2 separate regions of the Macaca mulatta genome follow, and region 2 is linked to region 1. The links are chromatin contacts, called in public Hi-C maps. All regions are on one chromosome and are shown on one strand. Each heading gives the region's core, a stretch centred on a gene start, on an enhancer-like site or on the middle of the called end of the contact. The rest is flanking DNA. Distances are from core to core; before and after follow the strand shown.

Region 1 (7,939 bases), core at 4,183-6,682:
TTTTGTAAATTATAGTTTTACAATCATTGTTTGGGGGAAAGATAGCCATTAGGAATGTCTGGAAGAGAGGGGAAAAGGGAACCGTCTTCTGAAGACCGCGACTGATCCTTGTTGCTATTAGTTTGCACAGCGGAAAGGGGCTGGCCGCGTGGTGCACATCTGCAATCTCCCTGAAGGAAGCTGCACTGAGAATGACGTCATTAACCTGGGGCTGCCCTTCGGAAAGGTCACTAATTACATCCTCATGAAGTCGACTAATCAGGTAGGTCTGGGTATTTTCACTCCAGTGTAATACCACACATTAGTGAAAGGGAACGATATAATTTTTGAAAGAAGTCATTCTTAACATAAAAAGCTGTTGCATAGCTGGCCTTCTGTTGGCATGGCATAGACGTTTTTGCTGGTGTTGTTTTTTTGTTTCCCCTAGTTTCACTCTATCCTTCTAGTGATGGATACAGGCCTTTGTGAATTGCCTAGAGGTGAGAGGAGGTGCTTTGGAATGAGGTGCTCATTCACATAGAAAGGGTAATTGGCACACCCAAAATAAAAATCTATGGATTTTAATCTCTTCACTGTGTTGTCAACCCCCTGAGCTAATGCTATAGTCTTATCTTCTAAGCCTATCCTATCTTATGACCTGGATTTGGAGCCAGCCAAGAACCTGGGACTAGGTATTTTTCCTGGTCCTTGATGTCAGCAGGAGAGTAGGAGTGTAAGAATGGATGGATGCTTAGTAAATCTAAGGAACTAAGAATCCTTAACCTGTAGGAGTTGACTGAGCCCTTTGGGATGGAGTACCTTTGTCTTCATTTCTAAAGTCAGGTGGGGAGTTTATGCTCCCAACAGTCAAAAATCAGAATATTTTATCTTTTAATGAATATTTTTACTTTATTAATCAGAGGAACAGGAATAGGAAAAATTCTTTTCTTAAAGAAGGCTGAACTTTGGAGACTCATAGCCACATCAGGTCATCAGCTATCTCTCTCCATCAACCTGGCGTGAGACTACTCACTTGTCTCTGTTCCTACTTCTCAGAAATTCTATTTTGGGTAAATGCACAGAATTCAGCTTGTAACATTGATGTAGTGAGAGTCCCTATATTAGTATTATTCCCATTTGACAAGTGAGAGCTAGAGGTGCTAAAATGTTTATCAAGAAAGAGGCACTTAGAAAGCTGGGTGGCAGAATGTGAAATAAAACCCTAAAGAATCTTGACTTCTTAGTCGCCCACGCTAATGTCATAGACTATGACAGCATGGAGAAAAGCCGTGCATCTGAAATTCAGAAATAAATATGAGAGAAGGAAGGGAATGAGCTTATTTAGACCATTTAGTTTAAGGAAACGAGAGAGTTAGGGGCTCACAGTGAGGGCTTCCCTGTCACTGACCCCTTTTCCCCTGTAGCACTGAGAAATCAGGCTCAGTATATTGTCAGTATAGTACAAACCAAACAAATCCAAGAAACAATAGCAGCAACAAATTCACCACACCAGCTACTGGGGTAAACTGATGCACAGTCAAGACAGTCTCTTTGGAACTCTCAGTAGACACAGATTGAGTGGAAAAGCCCATTTCTCTGTGGTTTATCAGAGCAGTTAAATAAAGAAGAAAGATGCTGTGGAAACATAATTGGGGAATTTTCCTTTTTCTGTAACTCACGACAACATGGCCTTCCTTCAAGCCCAGGGGTTTGTGAGTTCCTGAATTTTGAATATGTTTCTGTCTTTATAAGGAAAGTAAGAGCTCAAGTAACCAAAGCTTGTGTCTCTTGCTGTCACCATCACCACCAAATAGCACGTTTTATAGGGATCAGCTCAAGGCCACATATGCAACTGCCCCTCCAGGGAAATGTGGGTTAGTGAACTCTCCCATCTCAGAGGGATTCTATGGCATGATGTAGCCCGGGACAGACACACATAATTAAGAACAATGTCTGGTAACCCTGGGGATCAGGAAAGGGCCATCTTATAATGAGCTCTTTTGGTGATGTTTATAAAAAGGTCTCTTTGAACAGATGGGATCAAAGAGATCTCTTCTTTATACTGACTTTTTTTTTCCTTTTAAGTGAGGTATAAAACACATACTCTACAGTGTGTAATGTACACTCATCCTACATGCACAATTCCATTAGTTACATGTGTACACCCATATAGTTAACACCCAGGTCAAGATATAGAGCATTTCCAGAATGTCAGGTTTCTTCATGCTTCTTCTCCATCAGTTCCCCATCCCCACCTGAGAGAGAAGCTCAATGCTAACTCCTGTCACCATTGATTAGTTTTGTCTGTTTTTGAACTTCATAGACATGGAATCATGCCTTGTACTGAATCTTGTTTAAGACCATTAAAGTCAAGTCCAATGAGTGTCCTTCCTTTCTTTCTTAGGCCTTTTTAGAGATGGCTTACACAGAAGCCGCACAGGCCATGGTCCAGTATTATCAAGAAAAATCTGCTGTGATCAATGGTGAGAAGTTGCTCATTCGGATGTCCAAGAGATACAAGGAATTGCAGCTCAAGGTAAAGCATTATCTTGTTCATTCAGTCATTCAACAAGCACCAGATGAGTTTCTCCTCCTTGTTAGGCACTGACCTAAATGCTGGTGGAAAGGAGAGGATAGGAAAAGATTCAGAAATGACACACTGCCTTTGAGGATCTTGAGGCAAACCATTGCAGCATGGCAAGAAAAGTGCTTTTGAGGTAAATACAAAGTGCAAAGAGGCATTTAAGTCTACCTGGGAGCCAAGGAAAGTTTTCCAGAAGAAGATGTTTACAGGGGAACTAAGTCAGAAGGGAAAGGTTCTGGGAGTTCCAGGCATAAACGCTTGAATACAACCTTCTCTACCTATACAGACCTTCAGTAACTTTTTCTTCCTCTGTCACCCCCTTGATCTCTTGCTCTCTTCTCTCTCCTTCATATTTACGTCTTAAGCCTCATAGAAGCCCTTCTAAGCAGTCCTTGGCTGAATTGGCCACTGTCAGAACTCGGGAATGCATTCAAATAGTTCCAAACCAGGGTTTGCTTTTGTTTTAGCTGATCTACATTTCTTTCTTTTCTTTCCCTTCTTTTTTGTTTTATTGTGAAGTATAACAGAACACACAGAAAAATGGCTGATTATACATTGTGCGGTTTAAAAAGTAATAATGGGTGAGATCTCATAAACCCCATAAAACCACCACCAAAGTCAAGAAGTAGAATATAGACACACCCAGAAGCTCCTGTGAGTCCCTCCTCATGTTCAACCCCTCCCTGTCTACTCTCCTGACTTCAACGATAATCATATCTGTGCTTTTCTTTGTAGTTCTACCACCTGTATATGCCTCCCTAAATATCATGGTTTAGTTTTGCCTGTTTTTGAACTTTACATAAATGGAATCATGCTGTGTTCTTACAGATCTTGCTTCTTTCATTCAACATGATGCCATCCATGTTGTTGGGTGTGTCTATTTATTTTCATTGTTATATACATTTCCATTGTATGGCTATACAATTTGTCCATTCTACTGTTGATGGACATTTGAGTTGTTTTAGGGACAAGGCTAATCTGAACCTTCTCAAACATGTCATCCTGGTATATATGCACTTGAGCAGACAACTAGAGGTACATACATAACTAGGATTGAGATAGCTGCATCATAAGGCATGCTTACCTCAACTTTCCTAGATGACAGCAAGCTCTTTCCAAAATTAGTTGTCTCACATTTATACTCCTCCTAGTAGTGTATTAGAGTTTTCGGCTGGGCGTGGTGGCTTATGCCAGTATTCCCAGCACTTTGGGAGGCTGAGGTGGGCAGATCATGAGGTCAGGAGTTTGAGACCAGCCTGGCCAACATGGTGAAACCCCATCTCTACTAAAAATACAAAAATTAGCCAGGCATGGTGGCAGGCGCCTGTAATCCCAGCTACTCGGGAGGCTGAGGCAGGAGAATTGCTTGAACCTGGGAGGTGGAGGTTGCAGCGAGCTGAGATTGTGCCACTGCACTCCAGCTTGGGCAACAAGAGTGAAATTCTATCTCAAAAAGAAAAAAAAAGAGTTTTCAGTGATCTACATTCTTGCTAACACATTGTCTTGTCCAACTCTTAAATTTTTGCCTATCTTGGAGAGTATCATGGTTTATCAGAGTTTTGTTTTGTTTTGTTTTTGAGACGGAATCTTGCTCTGTTACCAGACTGGAGTGCAGTGGTGCGATCTCCGCTCACTGCAATCTCCACCTCCCAGGTTCAAGCGATTCTCCTGCCTCACCTCCGAGTAGCTGGGACTACAAGCATACACCACCACACCTGGCTTTTTTTTTTTTTTTTTTTTTTTTTTTGTATTTTAATAGAGACAGGGTTTCACCATGTTGGCCAGGATGGTCTCAATGTCCTGACCTCATGATCCACCCACCTCGGCCTCCCAAAGTGCTGGGATTACAGGTGTGAGCCACTGCACCTGGCTGGTTTATCACAGTTTTGTATTTTATCCTCCTAATTGTGCATGGAAGTTGAGCACTTTTTCATTGTTTGTTGGCTGTTCCATCTGGATCTTCTTTGATGGGATGTTTCTTTTCAAGTCATTTGCCCATGCTTTTCTTTTGCATTGTGTCTTCTTATTGGTTTGCAGGAGTTCTCTTAACTGGAGCACCAAGTCTATTTGGATTTCTTGTAATTATTGCTATATTTGTGTTTAAATCTACCCTCTTATTTTGTACTTTCTACTGTTCCATTTAATAGGGATTTTCCTGTTCACTTTAGCTCATTCCACATTGACTTAGGATCCATTTTGTCCAAGACCCACAGGCCTTAATCCACCTTCAAGGTTGAAGTCAGAAGACAAAGGCTCAGTGGCTAGGACTGGCATTCTGACAAGTCTCCATATGTAGATGGGTACTGTGTCAACCAGCTTCCAGAGTCCTGAATCTGCTTTGCTTGCATCATTGCCTCTAAAGTTCCTTCGCTAACAGTTCTCCTTCCGGCAGAACTTGGCTTTTTTTTCCCCCCGCCAATGAAAGTATATTGCTTCTTTCAGACAAGTAAGGATCCCACCCCATTCTGTATCCAGCCAAAGTTCCTGTTCTCCTGGATTCTCCCCCTCGGGGCTAGAATTGAATTTCTACACTAAGTTCCCAGTGGAACTTTGGTCTCCAAATGAGAGGTTGTCATAAGTTTCTGATTAAGATTAACGGCAGTAATCGGTTTCTTAAATTAAAGTACCAAAGCATAGTAATACCTTCCTGAGGGAGATAGTTTGGGGTGGTGCAAAAAACACGGGTTAAAGAGGTCAGATGGTCAAGTTTTGCTTTCAGCAAATGTGCACTGAGTGCTCACCGTGGGTGGAACTGGGCCAGGTGCCATGGAGGTAGAAGTAGCAAGCGGGCGAGGAGCTCAGTCTGGTGGGAGTAAAAGCAAATAAACAAAGAACCACTGACAACCATGTGACCTATCCCAGATTGGAAGATGGTGATGTCAGCCTGGGCTCTACCACTTCCTGCTTTGGTGAGTTTAGAAGAGTTGCTTAACCTCTGTGAACCTCAGTTTACAGATCAGGAAAGGACTATACTTTGAGTAATTTGGCTTTAAGCATTTTTTTCATATATTATCTTTTGAGTCTCATAATTCACCATACCCTGTGAGGTGTGTAGGGTGGATAATAGCAGTAATTATAAGAGTAAAACAATAACAATAATATATACCTTTAATTGAGTCCTGGTACTCTGGAGCAAGTAATGTACCAAGCACTTTACATACATTATTTAATCCTGACATCAGTCCTGTTAGACAGCTATTATTATCTCAGTTTTACAGATGAGGTATCTGAAGCTAATAGAAGTTCAGTAAGTTGCCCAGGATTGTATTTAGCTACTGGAAGAGCTATGATTAAAACTTAGTACTGTTTTGGTTTTGCACTAAAGCTGCATTGTTATAGTGTGTTATTATGATCTCTGTTGTCTGCATGAAAAAAACCCTGAGAAATCACGTAATTTGCTTATAGTCACCCAGCCAAGAAGCAGCAGAGATAGTATTATAACAGAGCTTCTCGAGCTTCAGTGTGCTACAAATCACTCAGTGATGTTGTTAAAACGCACTTTGATTCAGCGTGTCTAGGGTAGTGCTGTTATTGCGTATTTTTAACAAGGTCCCAAGAGATGCTGCTGCTGGTGGTCCTCGGAGCATAGTTTGAATGGAAAGGGCCCAGAACACATTGTTTTCTGATCTTTAGTAGGGCTTTTCTGCTCCCCAAGCTGCCATATTCCCTCTTAAGGTCATTGTGAAGGTCGCATGGAATCATAGATGTGAAAACAACTTAATGTATGTTTCAACTACATAGTAATGCATGCTTTATGGTCCCTATGTTGATATGAATCTCTCTCTGCAAGTAACAGAAATTCATCTCCATTAAGCCTGTTGGCTTAAGTAAAAAAAAAAAAAAAGAAAGAATTTATGGATTCATGTAAATGAAAAGTCCAGGAGTAGCTCTGGCTGCAGATACGGCTGGATTCAGGACCCAGAGACCCTCATTAGGACTTGGTTTCTCTCCACTCTGCCTTCTGCTCTTTTGGCCTTGTTTACTGGGGGCTCCCTGGGGTGGGCCGTTGCAGCCCAGGCTCTCTCCTCTAGGTGGCATGATAGCTACAGTGACCTCAGCAGTTCTTACTCCCCCTTCCATTTCCTTCAACAAGAAAAGCCAAGAGTTTTTTTCCTAGAAGCTCCCACAAAAGTCCTGAGACTTTTGAGAAAGTAGCTCTGACTGGACTAGCTTAGCACAGGGGCACATCCCTAAATTGATCTCAGGCCAGGGCTAGGTCATTCTGTGATTGGCTGGACCTGTGTCATCTGCTACATCCTCAGAGCTGGGGCAGAGACCCACCCAGAGCTCTGGAGCAAGATGAGGGAGGAACAGCTGCTATCAGGAGGAAGGACAGTGGCTACTGGGAAGGTACAGGGCAAACACTGTATCCCTGTGTTTCTCTGGGCCAAAGGGGCTGCATGTGAGGTCCCACCAGGGTTTGCAGAGGTGGAGAGAAATTCTGATTGCTCTTTCTCCTCTAACTGTATCTTTTGCTCACCAGGCAAAGTATAGGGAGAGAAAGGAGAGATTTTAAGGTATTTTTCATTTCCTCTCTTGAATATTTCCTCATGCACCTATCTTATCTCCCCATATACTTCCTGTGGCAAAGGTTCTGTTCCTCAGCTTATTTGAGGCAGAACCTTTCCCTTGATAGATGTTTAATAAATATGCAAAATGAATAAGAAAGAGAAAATCTGAAGGAACAATAAAAAGTGAGTAGCCTTCTTCCTACAGACCTGGACAAGACGATTGGAATATTTTCTGGGTTGTTCTATAGAAACTTCGTCAATAAGTATGGAATCATAATCTCTTTGATGCAGAAGTGAACTTGGAATAATGTAAACCAGTGTCTCCCAGTCACTTCATCAGAGAGTCATCAGGGGATTTTTTGTCGGAGGAGTCCTCTTGCCCAGAGATTCTCTTTAGTAGGCTTGGGGTGGGAATGAGACTCCAAGGTGCTTTTGAGGGCAGAGGGCCTGGTTTCAGAGCCACTGGTCTTGCCAGCCTCCTCACTACAGAGAGGGCTTCTGGCCCTAGGAAGCAGTCTTGTGAATGGTCCATGGTGCTCTCAGTTGGGAAGATGATTGAGAGTCTTCTCTATGTACTGATAGTTACAAAGCATACAAGGCATGGTTCTCACTTAGGGAAGAGTTCACTCTCCAACTGGGAGACAAATTATTCTCGTGCAAAATTACACAAGATTTAAACATGAATGCATAAGTACAGGGGCGACCAGAAGTTCCATGGCAAAAGGCAGTATGACTGAGGGGTGTGAAAAAGGGAAGAGATTCCTAAAGGAGGCCTTGAAGAAAGGGAGAATTAGCTAAAGAGAGACAGGGCTTCCAGGTAGGAGTCAGGCGAATGACGATATCAAGCCTAGAAAGCCTGGTAATG
Region 2 (7,735 bases), core at 1,106-3,605, 68 kb after region 1:
GACCAGCCGTCACTGATCAGTAGAGTATAGGTGAGAGAGGGGAAAGGAGACAGCTGCAGATAATGGAAAAAAACAAACTGAGGTCTGGGAAGCTCTGATTTTAAAAAGTGAACATGAATTATGAGACTAATTCAGATACTGGCCAGGCCAGGAGGCCACTGCCCAGGAGATGAGGATGACCACCAACTGCTGAGAATCTTTGTAAACTCAAATCAAGGTGTATTTTGCACAGGCACAATAAATGAACAAGGTATCTTAAGTACTACAATAACGGGTGAGTGGGTCATGCACAGTGGCTCACGCCTGTAATCCCAGCACTTTGGGAGGCCGAGGCAGGCAGATCCCTTGAGCTCAGGAATTCAAGAGAAGCCTAGGCAACATGGCAAAACCCCGTCTCCACTGAAAGTACAAAAAACTAGCTGGGTGTTGTGGCACACGCCTGTAGTCTCAGCTACTTGGAAGGCTGAGGTGGGAGGATGGCTGAAGCCCGATAGGTCCAGGCTGCAGTGCGCAGAGATTGCACCACTGCTTTCCAGCCTGGGCAACAGGGCAAGACCCTGTCTCAACAACAACAACAAAACCCAGATGAGTAAGACACAGGTCTTCCCCTAAACAAGGTTACAGTCTAATGGGCAGAAGGGCTAGACAGGGACTCAGATAAAATAATGCCAGGTAGAATGTGATCAGTGCCTCTGGAGGTGTGACAAGCCAATACGGTGAAGAACCAGGGGCAGGAAGATCATATCAAATCACGAGGCTCCAGAAAAACTACCAGCGTCCAGGAATGGTGGCTCACGCTTGTAATCTCAACGCTTTGGGAGGCTCAGGTGGGCTGATTGCTTGAGCCCAGGAGTTCAAGACCAGCCTGGACGACATGATGAAACCCCGTGCATACAGAAAATACAAAAATTAGCTAGGCATAGTGAGGGGCACCTGTAGTCCCAGTTACTCAGGAGGCTGAGGTGAGAGGATCGCTTGAACCAGGGAGGTTGAGGGAGGTCGAGACAGCAGTGAGCTGTGATCATGCCACTGCATTCTCCTGGGCTACAGGGCAAGCCCCTGCCTCAATTAAATAAAACAACAACAACAACAAAATAAAAAACTACTAGGGAGGGCCATGAGGCACAGAAGGATTGCACCAGGCAGAGATAGGAGATGAGAAGAGAGACATTTCAAGGTGATATATAAAGAATTACCAGGGGTTGAGGAGGCATATAGGGATATGTGTGGAGACACAGCTTGAAAGTCTTTAAGTCACATTGTGGAGCCTTGAACGACCGACCGTGGCGCTGACACTCAAGAGAGGCAGTGGGAAGCCAGTGAAGGTTTGTGTGTGTGTGTGTGCGTGCGCGCGCGCGCGCGCGTGTGCAGAGAAATAGCAGCATTAGAGATGATTCCCAGGCAGGGTGACTGGGCAGCCAAGGGAAGGCGCTGGCCTGCGCGGGATGAGGCAGTTGGGTTCTGGAGGGACCAAGCAATCATTCAGGTGCTGCCCATCAGACAACTGAAAAATCTTATGAGAGGTAGTGGCTAAGTCCCCTCCTGGGAGCACAGAGGAAGCATAAGGTTCTGGTTATCACCCTCAGGGGACCGTGACGTTGAAATAAGGACAGGACCAGGCAAAACGAATGCAGCCAAGAGGAAAAGTCAGAGAGAACAGCGAGGGGAGGTGGAAGTTTCAATAGAGAAATTGTAGCCATGGCTGAGATTCCCAGCACCGGAGTCCGGAATTAGTGCGTTTGAACGCCAGAGGCTTGGCAAGTCATGATTAGCAAAGGGACTTCAAAGAGTTTTGGGGCCTGTTTTATATCTGTGAAATGGGAATTATTTCTATCTCAAAGGTTTGAGGGGATTCGCTGAGAGAAACTTCTTAGCATGAGATCTGCAGAAACTAGAAGTCATGGAGAAAGCAGGGGCCAGAGGGAGGAGGAATCGGGCAGGCTGATCACTTGGAGTGTTCGCCTGAGTGTCTAGAAATGGAGGCAGCGACGTCAGGAAGCTCAAAACCTGTGCTTCAGCCCAGTTTGCAGAACGCCCTGTGAGGAGAATGGGTGAGCTGGGACTAGGCAGCTTCATCCTCGTTCCCATCCCCCAGCACTGCCCTTTTCCCGACGCTCCCATCTCGCCACGCTTCCCAACACACCCCCACCCTGGCTTCCCGCTCCGCTCCCGCTCCAGCCAGTCCCAGGAACCACAAGCGCATGCGCCCTCCGCGCCCCTCCCCAACTTTCCACGTTTCACTCCTCTCCCCTTTCCGCCTCAGCTCCGGCTCCACCGCCACGATTGGCCAGCCGACCACCCGGCCTTGGCCAATAAGCGCCGCCCTCTCGCCCCCGTGTTACTGGGTAGAAGAAAACAAAAACAAACAGAGCGAGAGGGGCCAGAGACTCTCCGAGGCGGCGGCAGAGCCAGAAGAGCGGGGTCGGGGCCGGCTGACCAGGGACCTGGGCGAGCAGCGGCAGGGGCCGGAGGGGTCAGTACCAGTAGGCGCGGCTCACACGCTCGGGAAGACTGCGCCCTCTCCCCCATCCCCCCTCGGAGGCAGCCGCACGATGGGAGGGGGCGGGGGCGTGGGGGCCGCGGCCCTGTCAGGTCCGGGCCAGCGGTGCGGGGCCCCGGCTGCCTCCTCGTAGCCCCATAGGTCCAGCCGCGCCCGCCCCAACGCCCCGGACTGCGCGCAGCCGGCCCGGTTCCCTCTTTCTGGGCCCAGCCTGGAGCGTGGTGGCGCGGGCCCGCCCCCTCCCGGAGCCCTCTTCCCACTGAGAGGGGCGCGCGGGACGCTTGCCCTCGAAGGTCTCCCTCAACCCCCCTCCCGCTCTGGCGGAGGTTGAATTCAGGGGCCGGGATTGGAAGGCGTGTTTCCGGCTGGACTGAAATCCTGTGAGGAAGATTCGCGCCCTCCCCGCCCCCTGCTCTCCCTGGGAATTCTCTGAAGATGCGCCCCCCTGCTCGGCGTGACCCTGGAGCTCCGTTCCTGGCCCCGGCCCAGCCCCTTCCGGGGGCCGACCCGGGCTGGGGACTTCGGGGGTCCTGGCCTGAGCCCGCTGCGGGAGAAAGGGTCCGGCCGCTGTGGGGAGGGACCGCGCGCTAGCCTCACTGGGGGGGCCCTAGGAGGCGAACACGTGCCCGCCGCCCGAGCCCCGCGCGAACTTCGCCGAGCCAGTCCTCCGGCAAAGGGTCTCTTTTTTTTTAGTTCAGGTAAAATATAATCTCCCAGAGAAAACAAAGCTGGGAAGGGAGCCCCCTTTCTGTGAAACGCATGCCGTCTGCTGCATTTGTCAGTTTGATGCTGTAACGTACATGGAGTTTTGCAAGAGCTTCAAAACTGTCTGCAGACGTCAATGTCGCCCACCTACCCCTTGTGAGAACTCGCTACCTAGCCAGCGACTGTGTAGTGTCTACAAATGATGAAAACGATCAGAAATGCGACTACATGTCTGGCAAAAAAGGGTTTCCCTTGTTTTTTAACTTGTATTTTTACTTTAATTTTTATGATTTTGATAACGTGACTTTTTTTGGGAAACCACCAAGTGCTTTTTAAGCAAGGAGTTACTGGCATTTATACCCTTAATATTCCTTCATTATAGGCTTATTGAATACCTTAATATTTCAGTAAGTGTCTTGGAATTATAATTGATTGGCTTTTTCTGTGGTACTAATGTGAAAGGAAAAATAATTGTTAGGACTGCAAAAATAAATGCCACTTGAATATTATCTGTAGTGCTCACTTTTGCATTACTGTAGTAGAATGCTTTTAGCTGGTTTTAAGCTGCTAATTAGCTGTTTGTAGCCGGAGAATGAATACAAGTAATCCTAGTTAATAAATGGCCAAAGCTTGACTCCCCAAAATGCCAGAGCAATTTATGAGGTATAGTTCAGGAAATACATATATATTTCGTGGGAGAGTGGAGGGTCTATCTCTTAGGGAATGTTTTGGCAATTGAATACTTCCGATTGCTTGTTTCATGTAACACTGAAGAAAAGGACAGTGTTTAATGTCAGCCTTCATTTTCTTCTAACTTGTATGTATAGTTTTCTCATCGAAAAATCATTTTTGTAGGTTAGTATGAAGGAAATAGGGTTTGGATTTTTTGCTTTATATTTTCTTGTTTGGGCCAAGTAAGGGTGGTTAAATAAATTGAAAAAAATCCTACTACTTTAAAGAGAAGAAAAACGTAGAACATGTCTTATGCTTATCTAAACTCTTAAAACGTGTTTGTTGCTCTCAAATATGACTTGAGTTCTTGATCAGGTTATCATTGCCTAACGACACAGGACTATTAAGATAACTTTGTTTTTATCTTAATAAAAGAGATGATAGTCATTTCCTGACAGTTTTCTTTGTTTGACGGAATGCCTTCTGTATAATAGTTTAAAATAATTATTTTTAGTGTTTGGAAAACAGCATTTAAAAGTTTGATTTAACAGCAGAAGTCTGTTTTAATAAGCTTCTGGTAACCCTTGAAAATAATCTTCCTGTGGGTTATTAAAATCTTGGATTGAACTTGTGCAAACAGTACTGGATTTGGAAGGTCTGAATTCTCGTCCTGGCTGTTTCACTAAGCAGCTGGCTGTCGTTGGACATATCACCTATCCTCTCTGAATCTGTTTAGTTGTGTGTAAGGTGGAATACTTACCTGAAGATTGTTCTGTAAGGTACATTAAATAATACATGTACAATTCTTTTTGAATTGTAAAGGGCTTTATAAACATTAGTTATAATCATTTCACTTATTGGGCTCTGCAGAAAATATTCTCTCAAAGGTTATGCTTTCATCAAGAATGAAAAAGACTTTGTAATGGAACTCTAAAAAACTGAAACACATATGACATTATTCCTTTCCTATATGTAATTCATGCATGGAATTAAAACAGAATGTAGCCTTTTCAGCCATGAAGGATGCTGAATGTTTAGATTTGCAAATCATTTTTGTTCATGTATTTATATGAATCTCTACATATTTTTAAGATTTTTTTTCATATCTAAAGTTGGCGGGAGTTGTATTAAAAAGTGATTTTAAAGATTCACATTATTTTATTCTAAATAGAATTAGAGAATGATTTCACCGTTTTGTTAAGTTCCCAAGCAATATGATAGCATGTTAGTCTGAGGATTATGCCATAGCAAGAAGCTTATAGGCCGGGTAGTGGCTCACGCCTGTAATCCCAGCACTTTGGGAGGCCGAGGCGGGCGGATCATGAGGTCAGGAGATCGAGACCATCCTGGCTAACACGGTGAAACCCCGTCTCTACTAAAAATACAAAAAATTAGTTGGGCGGGGTGGTTGGCACCTGTAGTGCCAGCCACTCAGGAGGCTGAGGCAGGAGAATGGTGTGAACCTGGGAGGCGGAGCTTGCAGTGAGCCAGAGATCACACCACTGCACTCTAGCCTGGGCAACAGAGCAAGACTCCATCTCAAAAAAAAAAAAAAAAACCTTACAATTTTAACACAAGGTCCATTTGTTTTTGCTTTGCAAAATAGTACCCTTTTCTGAAGAAAAGGGCTATAAACTTGTGTTAGCAAATAATAGTATATAATGTGGAATTTAAAAGTCAGTTTCACCTTTGAGTCCCAGGAGGCTCTGCATATATCATTGTTATCCTTAAATGACATCTAACAGTAGGTTACGTTATATGGAAAAAAATGTGCTTTTCTGTAATTATTAGGCATTTCCATTAATTTGTGCATTTTATATCTCTGAAGAGCACACTGCTAGCAGCCTGATTGTAAATGACTGGAAGGACTTATAACCAACCTATGTGACTTAAACATACACTTAAGTACTCTAAACCACTATTTAAAAAATACTTCTAGAGAGATTCTGAAATCTTAATTTGGTTGCACTTTTTCTGGTAATATATTTTTTGAAAACTATTTTGATATTTCTTTCATATAACATTGGATCTGTATCACTAAGTTAATTGTCTAAAAGGTAACTGATTTCATCAAACCTTCCAGGATTAATAATTTTTAAGCCATTTTGAAACTGAGGCCTAAAATACTGAGATGCTTATCTTGTTGTACTTACTCCTTTCTGAAATGATCAGATTTTTAAAAAATGGATTTCTCATATAAGTAATATTATCAAAAAAGCTGATTTTAAAAGTTTCTCCCAATCTCAAAGTCTTATTCTGGTAATTATAGACCTAGGTAATGAGTGGCAGATATATCTGCCTTTCAGATATGCCGTAATGTGAAAAATAACACAGTCATGTGATATTCTTTATTAACTAAAACTGTGTTGTTTTTATTTTGGAGTAGTTCTCATAATTCATTGGTAGGGAACTATCCAGTATTTATATTCCTATATATGTATATCAGATTAATTTTGAGGCTTAGTATTCCTAAAAGATTTGGATGTGTGTATTTTTTTTAACTTGACATAACCACATATCGCAAACATATCTTTTAATTCCAATTAAAGGGGTGCTTTGGCACATGCTGAAATCTGGAATTTTTTTTGACTTAGATAAATTTATCAAGAAGATTGGAACCAAATGTTAATTAGGGTAAGTTGTCTTTGAAAGTAAAGTGAACTCTTTTATTTAATGGAATTATGTTTTTTTTTGTTGTTTGTTTGTTTTTACAGTGTGCTTAAGTAAGTTTAATTCAGCTTAATTACATCAGTTTAAAAGATGTTGAAGCTTTCTTTTTTTGTTTTAAAAAAACAGATTCTGAAGGAAGACTTCCATTTGGTAATTTGTTTAATCAGTGCAAGTGAAATTAAGGAAAAATGGATGTAGAAAGTGAGCAGATACTGAATGTAAACCCTGCAGGTAAGTAAGAATTTCCTTTTTTTTTTTTTTCTTTTTTTCTTCGTCTTGGGATGAGATCTTGCTCTGTCACCCAGGTTGGAGTGCAGTGGTGTGATCATGGCTCGCTGCAGTTTCCACTTTCCTAGGCTTAAGAGATCCTCCCCTATCTCAGCTTCCTCAGCAGCTGGGACAACAGGCATGTGCCACCACACCAGGCTAATTTTTTATTTTTTGTAGAGAGAGAATTTCACTATGTTGCCCGGGCTGAATATCTTGAACCTTGACTATGTTGTGAGTAAGCTTCAGACCATTCCATATTTTATAAAAACATGATAGAAAAACTATCTTTAAATACTGCTTTATTCATGCTATAAGAAAACGGGCTATATTATTTTTAAAGTCAGGTTTGTGATTTTTATTTTCATGGGAATTCATTACACGTCCTATTTTTCTGCGTATCCTTTCACATTCCACACATTCCTATCCTGAATTATGTAGTACAGAACAGAGAAGAATAGTGAGCCTGCTTATTTTCACATGGGCTAGTTAGTGATTTCTATAATATTAACTTACTGGTATCTTTTGATATCTTTCTTAACGAATAATTTTTATATTCTGAATTACCTAGGGTATTTTCCCTAATTCTCCATGGTGCTTCAATAGTATGTTATTATCATAAAAATGAACAAAGTTTTGTGGACTAGATGACCAAATGTGAGTAGCTCAAGACGATTTGAAATGTATTTATAGTTTTCAAAATCATCTCCCCAAAAAGGTAATTAGAATTGTATAATATCTGAATAGTGAGAACAGTTCATATTGGTATACTTTAGATAATTCTTTGCCTTATAATTTTATTAATATTGAAAGCTGTGTATTTTCTGTCATTTTAAGTGTATTTCATTACTACATCTTTATTTCTTCAATGACAACTCACTATTGTTTACAACATACATAGTTTTCTTTGATCTGAACAAA

What was found. A called contact is a pair of places that touch in the nucleus more often than the background predicts.
Region 2: a Hi-C map of CD4 T cells shows a contact between it and region 1, with 2.1 times the contacts expected there. The contact joins the promoter of PDCD4 here to the enhancer-like site in region 1. A contact is called at or near these places in 5 of 14 Hi-C or Micro-C datasets (CD4 T cells, cortical neurons, fetal cortex germinal zone and 2 more).

Annotation. Positions count from the first base shown.
Region 1 is chr9:122,981,024-122,988,962 of T2T-MMU8v2.0, forward strand. RBM20 (RNA binding motif protein 20) reads left to right here. Exons shown (of 14, transcript XM_001087170.5): 6 at 122-262; 7 at 2,384-2,515. Among named protein-coding and RNA genes, the nearest start is that of PDCD4, 70 kb to the right of the region's middle. Within about 2 kb of position 5,433, at least 9 of the 40 cell types and tissues checked have an H3K27ac peak or open chromatin away from gene starts, as enhancers often do. A contact at or near this core is called in CD4 T cells, where this site is marked.
Region 2 is chr9:123,052,168-123,059,902 of T2T-MMU8v2.0, forward strand. It overlaps PDCD4 (programmed cell death 4), which reads left to right and starts at 2,356. Exons shown (of 12, transcript NM_001257846.1): 1 at 2,356-2,473; 2 at 6,674-6,778. The coding sequence starts at 6,736.